Linked DNA regions of Columba livia: region 1 is linked to region 2. The links are chromatin contacts, called in public Hi-C maps. All regions are on one chromosome and are shown on one strand. Each heading gives the region's core, a stretch centred on a gene start, on an enhancer-like site or on the middle of the called end of the contact. The rest is flanking DNA. Distances are from core to core; before and after follow the strand shown. Region 1 holds the start of CACNA1G (calcium voltage-gated channel subunit alpha1 G). Region 2 overlaps ANKRD40 (ankyrin repeat domain 40).

The links. Hi-C and Micro-C count contacts between places; a contact is called where the count stands out from the background.
Region 1: a contact with region 2 is called in a Hi-C map of crop, with 3 times the contacts expected there. The contact joins the promoter of CACNA1G here to the enhancer-like site in region 2. A contact is called at or near these places in 2 of 2 Hi-C or Micro-C datasets (crop and liver).

The regions. Positions count from the first base shown.
Region 1 is chr18:8,668,495-8,671,194 of bColLiv1.pat.W.v2, forward strand. It overlaps CACNA1G (calcium voltage-gated channel subunit alpha1 G), which reads right to left and starts at 1,409. Exons shown (of 39, transcript XM_065034840.1): 1 at 694-1,409. The coding sequence starts at 935.
Region 2 is chr18:8,471,095-8,473,794 of bColLiv1.pat.W.v2, forward strand. ANKRD40 (ankyrin repeat domain 40) reads left to right here. Exons shown (of 5, transcript XM_065034825.1): 5 at 1-1,811. ABCC3 (ATP binding cassette subfamily C member 3) reads right to left here. Exons shown (of 31, transcript XR_010467046.1): 31 at 2,411-2,700. Among named protein-coding and RNA genes, the nearest start is that of ANKRD40, 7.0 kb to the left of the region's middle. Within about 2 kb of position 1,362, at least 1 of the 3 cell types and tissues checked has an H3K27ac peak away from gene starts, as active enhancers do.

The DNA of each region.
Region 1 (2,700 bases), core at 159-2,658, 200 kb after region 2:
TGTGACCCCCATCTTGCCCCGACCCCTCCAAGCAAGGAGCATCTCCCAGGGGACTGCAGAGAGCCCGGCCTCACACGCTCTGAATTATTTAGGTACTTCGGAGCCGGGCAGCAAACCAACCCCCTGAGCCCCACTACCTCTCCCCAGATTGCACCCAGCTTAAAACCCTCGGGGTAGGGACCAAAGAGCCTAAAACTGACGAGAAACGGGGCCAGGGAGGAAGAACCGTCGTGCAAGGTGGGGGGAGACTGGGGTTACGATCCCTCGGTGCGCCGGGGAAAGCTGGGATACCGGACGCCGATCCCCGGGGGAGGAAAGGTCGCCCAGGGCTCCCGCCGCTACTCCCCATGGAGCGGTGCGACGGAGCCCGCGGGAGCCGGGACATCGTGGCGGGGCGGCCGGGGGAGGGGAGCCCCAAACCCCCCCAGCCCTGCACCCCGCCAGGGAGCACCGAGCCCCCTGCAACAGTCCGCAAAACTTCCCGGCCGGACAACGGGGAGGGGGCAAGCATCGCCTGGATTCCCCCCCTTACCCCGGGGACGGAGGATGATGGGTCCACCAAATAGCAGTTCCTTCCCCATCATCCGGCGGGCTCCAGCCGGGAGATGCTCCCCGCCCTGCCCGCCACTCTGAGGATGGGGGGTGGGGGGGACCGCAGGGCTTACCTCGCCGCTGAGCACCTGCAAAGGATACGGGTTACAGACCAGCCGGAGGCACCAGCTCCGCGGCCGGCTCTCCTGGCTCAGGTAGAAGAAGACAACGGGGGCCAGCGCCGGGTAGGGAAGCGCCTCCGCCTCCGAGTCGCCGCTGCCCGCCTCCCTGTCCCCCGGCCCCGGGCGGCCCCCGGCCCCGGACAGGTCATTAAGGCGGATGAAAGTCTTGGCTTTGCCCGGCTCCGGCTCTTCCTCGGCCGCTCGCGGTCCATCCTCGTCCATCCTCCGGCCGGCGGCCCCGGGGGAAGCCGGGGCGACGCGGGGAGAGCCGGTGGGGCGCCTAGAGGGGCGCGGCCATGGCGGGGCCGGGGGGCTGGGGGTTGCGGCGGGCCGACTTCAGCGCCGGGGTGGCATGGCCGGGCCAGCCGCTGCCTCGCCCCCCACCGGGGCCGGGGCCGGGCCGCCCCCCTCGCCCTGCCCTGCCGTCTGCGGGCTCCGTAGCTCCTCCTCGCCGTGCCTCCGGGGGCCCGAGCCGGGCACGCTGCAGGCAGGGAGGCGGCGGGGCGGCCCCCGCTGCCGGTGCTGGCCTCCACCCGTGGGGCGGGCAGCCTTAGCAGCTTTGCCTGCCCCCTCCGCGCCCCAACATCTGCCCGGGGCGGGGGAGTGCTGCCCGGCGCCCCGGGGACGGCCGGCGGAGGATGCTCCCGCGGGCGGCCGAGCCGAGCGCTCCGCACAGCTGGATCCCTCACTCCAACTTCAAGTCCCGGCTCCTCCTCCCCCCGCCACCAATAGGAAAGCTTCCCCGGCCCCTCCACGCCTCCCCATTGGCTGCCGCGGGTGTCCGTCCGGGCAGCACAGCTGGACGGGCAGACAGGGTTCCCCGGCGGGGCTGGACGGGGCGCACCCGCCCGGCGCTGCCCAGCTGGGGGTCGGGCCCGGTCACCCCCCTGCCAGTGGTAGGCAGGAAGCGGAGCAGGGGGATCTGCAGGGCCGAGCGCTGGAGGCGGGGGTGAGGGGGAACCCTGCCCTGCGCTAGACGGAGGCTGACCCGGGTGGGACACACTGCAGCACCGGCAGAGGGGGATGCCGATGAGCGGCAAGGCGAGGGGGAGATGGGCCAGGGGGAGGACATGATGAAGCAGGGGGAAGCCTCGCCCCGCTGCAGGGCACCGGGCGGCTTCCCCCCGCCGTGTCCCCCACCGCTTGCGAACGGAGACAGTGCCGCCGGGCTCGGAGCATCTGGGTCACCGCTGTGTGTCCCCTCCGGCTCCCCGCGGGGTACCACCCCGTCCAGAATAGGTGGCCCCTAGGCTGGGGAGGGACACGATTCCGGCCAGCAGCTCCCAGAGGAACCGAGCCTCTAGCGGGAAGGCGCCCGCCACCCCCAGCCGCGGGAGCAGCGGGTACCCCCAGTCCGGTCTCCCCTGCTCAGAGGACGCGGCCGGAGCTCCCTCTGCCGGTGCGACTCCCGACCACAACGGGAGATGGCCCCGACGGCGGGAACCGCGCCGCAAGCATCCCCCGGGGGCGCAGACACGGCCCCGAGCGAGAGACACGCCACGGTGGGTGCTCCCGGCCACGGCGCAAGCCAGAAACCTTCTTTCATCAGGGCCGGGGTAAAGTATTTTCTGCAGGCAACACTCTTCCCGAGTGCAGACATCCCCCCAGCTGAACCAAGGCAACATTTGTAATCCTTAAAATTTCTTTAGAAATTGCTTTCTCACCTTTCCCTAGTAGCCCTTTACATCATGTGTATCTGAGCACCCAAGAGCTCCAGCTATCTCAAAACCACCTGCGAGAGCAATAGGAAGATGCTCTTGTCTGACCCAAAGTGCCTTCTCTTTGCTGAACCCTGCTGGCCTGGGAGCGCACATGATCTTGGATTCACAGCCTGTGCTGTCCAGCCCAAGACAAATCACATGGCTGTTGGCAAAACCTCAAGGCCAGCTGGACTCTGCTGCAGAACTGCAAGAGACAGTGTCCAGGCAGAAGAGGAGATGCAAACCCCCTAGCCCCACCATGCATTGCTAGGAGATCCTCCTGCAAG
Region 2 (2,700 bases), core at 112-2,611:
TGAAACTGTTAATGCAACACTTTTCCTTAGAAAAATCTTGAAATACTGTAGAGTTAACAGCTCTCAGGGAAAAGCTTACCTTAAACTGTTCTAATAGTTTGTTTGCTATAAAATAGCAGAGGTACCCAGGCTAAAGAACCTGCCGTGAAACCCATTTAATATTTGTACTGAGTCCATTACCATTAATGTTCACTTTTTAGATCACATATTTTAAATCATATTTTGTTTAGAAGGAAAACAACCAGAAGGGTTTAAATCTCTAGAAGAAGCACAAAACCATCTCTAGTTTAAATACTAACAAGTGACTTATTACCTGTGATTTCTTAATCCCTGTTTACCCTTTTCCCTATTTCTCAGGTGAAAACAAAAAGTGACAGTAATTATCCAAATCATAAATATGCTCTCAACCAAAATCCCTTTTATTGTTGTCTGTCAATATATTGACGTGTGCAATTGAAAATACTATTTTTGTTACTGTATTGAAAACACATTTCGCCAACGCTGCTTTAATTTCCCCTTTTAAAAGCACAAAAATGGTAATTTTAGTGTCCTTTTCTCTCTACATTCCTGAGAAAAATTGCATCTTGAAACTTTAAAGTTGCCTGTGTAAAAAAATTAACTAGTGAAATGCCCGGGGTTGTCTGGGCTGATATTAAATCTTGATGTTCCTATGCAATGTATTTCCTTTTTTGTCCAATGCCTTGTGTTTACCTGCGTTGCTGTCTGAAAAAACAACACTTTTCCTGTGACTTAAAATTCAGAATTAGACTACTTTGCTATGAAATTCTGAAACAAATAAATTGATAAGTATTTAAAGAGCTGGATTTTATCTAATTTTTAAGGATTTTACTCAGAGTAAGACAAAGGGAGAATTCTATTCTGGGAAACTGTAGAAGCATGTAGCATGAATTAGATGAACAAACTTCAGTACCAGATACAACAGGAAAACAGAACATGCTGAACCAGAGTGAATTTCCCACTTTTTCTGTCTTCTCACTCCCTTCTCCCCGGTTTCTTTGGAAACTACAGCACCCAAAGGATTGCACTGTCTTGCTGCCTAAGAACTGACAGCCCGAGTTAGCGGTACCTTGCATGCAAACCTGTAAATGGATTTATATGAGCAGCGTGCTGAGCAGGGAGCCACTCAAACTGTTCCAGCACACGAGAGGGAGCCCTCTCCCCATCCACCTCGTTTTGTCCATGCAAACACCCGAATTTCCTGCGTGCCACTCAACTAGACCGAAGCTCGGTCTCCTAAGGCTGTAGTAGAGCATTTAGTCACAACACAATATCCTTTTCTGCAAAGTGCTGGAGGTCAAACGTGGTCCGAGTCACTGGCAATAGCTATTTTTATACTGAATCGCTGGTGGTGTATTAACTTCTGTGTAACGCAGTAATAAAACTGTTGTTCCTCGTGTTGCACTTTGGCCGTTGTGTTCCCTGGCACAAACACCGCCTAAATCCAGGGACGTACCAGGCTTAACCAGTCAGACCTAGTGGAGAAAAAGCTCAGCTCTTGGGTTGACGTCTTCCTTGTTACACCGATTATCTTGCACCGATTATCGCTGTCTATGCATTCAGAGGAATATTTTTATACCTTAACACAGTTTATACTCAGAAAATACTGTTAACACTCCTAAGTCTGATTGATGTATAATCATTACATTACTGCGTATGACAAATAATTCATTACTTTGTGCTCCGCTGTATGAAATCTTAATGTTGAATGAATGCTTGGCTGCAGGTTCTTGTTTCTATTTAAGAAGTGTCATTTGTAATAATTAATAAATGATTATTTTTGCCTTCTCAAAGTTTTTCTGAACTTTACTTATGGAAAAATATAGGGACGTTTTCTTGCTTGGTGGAAGAAGCGAACAACTGAAGCGGAAGATGTCTTAGATTCTAGCAGCAAATACTGTTTAGACATGGTACTCCCTTTATCTGAGGCGGCTTTTTATCAATGATAAGGGAGATATTTATTTCTGCAATACAAATCACATATTATCTCAGGTGATTAAGTGTTGAATGAGATAAATTATATACACATCTGCTCAGCTTAAATGAAGACTTACTCATAGTGACTTCATCCGTAAGACAGATAGAGTGAAATTATAACACTTCTGTGCCAATCATGTCCCTGCAGGCTTATGTGGAGCCTCCCAAATTAGTAGAAATTGTGTAGTTAATGATTTATATTAAGCCATCTGTAGGTTTAGTTTTAAATACACGTTACTTGCAATTCTTAGGCTGAAGAGGAATTATATAAGGCTGAAGTTGCCCTGGGCAGGGATACCCCAGGTCCCACAACCACATCATTTCTCTATTTTTCAGCTGAGTCACCGCTTCACTGGGCTTGTATTTCCACTTCAAAACCAGTGAGTCCTTATGCAGAAAACACAAACCAGTTATGTTTTGTACCATTAATATAATTTACTAATTCTAAACCCAAATACAGTACATATTGCTTTGTGATACATACATTTTCTTGGCAAAATGCTTGGCATTCTTTGGGAAAAAAAAGCATATAATAAAATACTTTATGTGTATAGAAAATATTTAAAAATATAAAATTCACTTTCTGGTCCTTGTCATAGTGAAATACTTTGTTCACATATCACAAGTTTAGTCTACTACAAAAACTGTTTTGTAAATTACAGTACATTCACAAGTCACTTTTGTGGCAAGTCACTAATGTAAAAA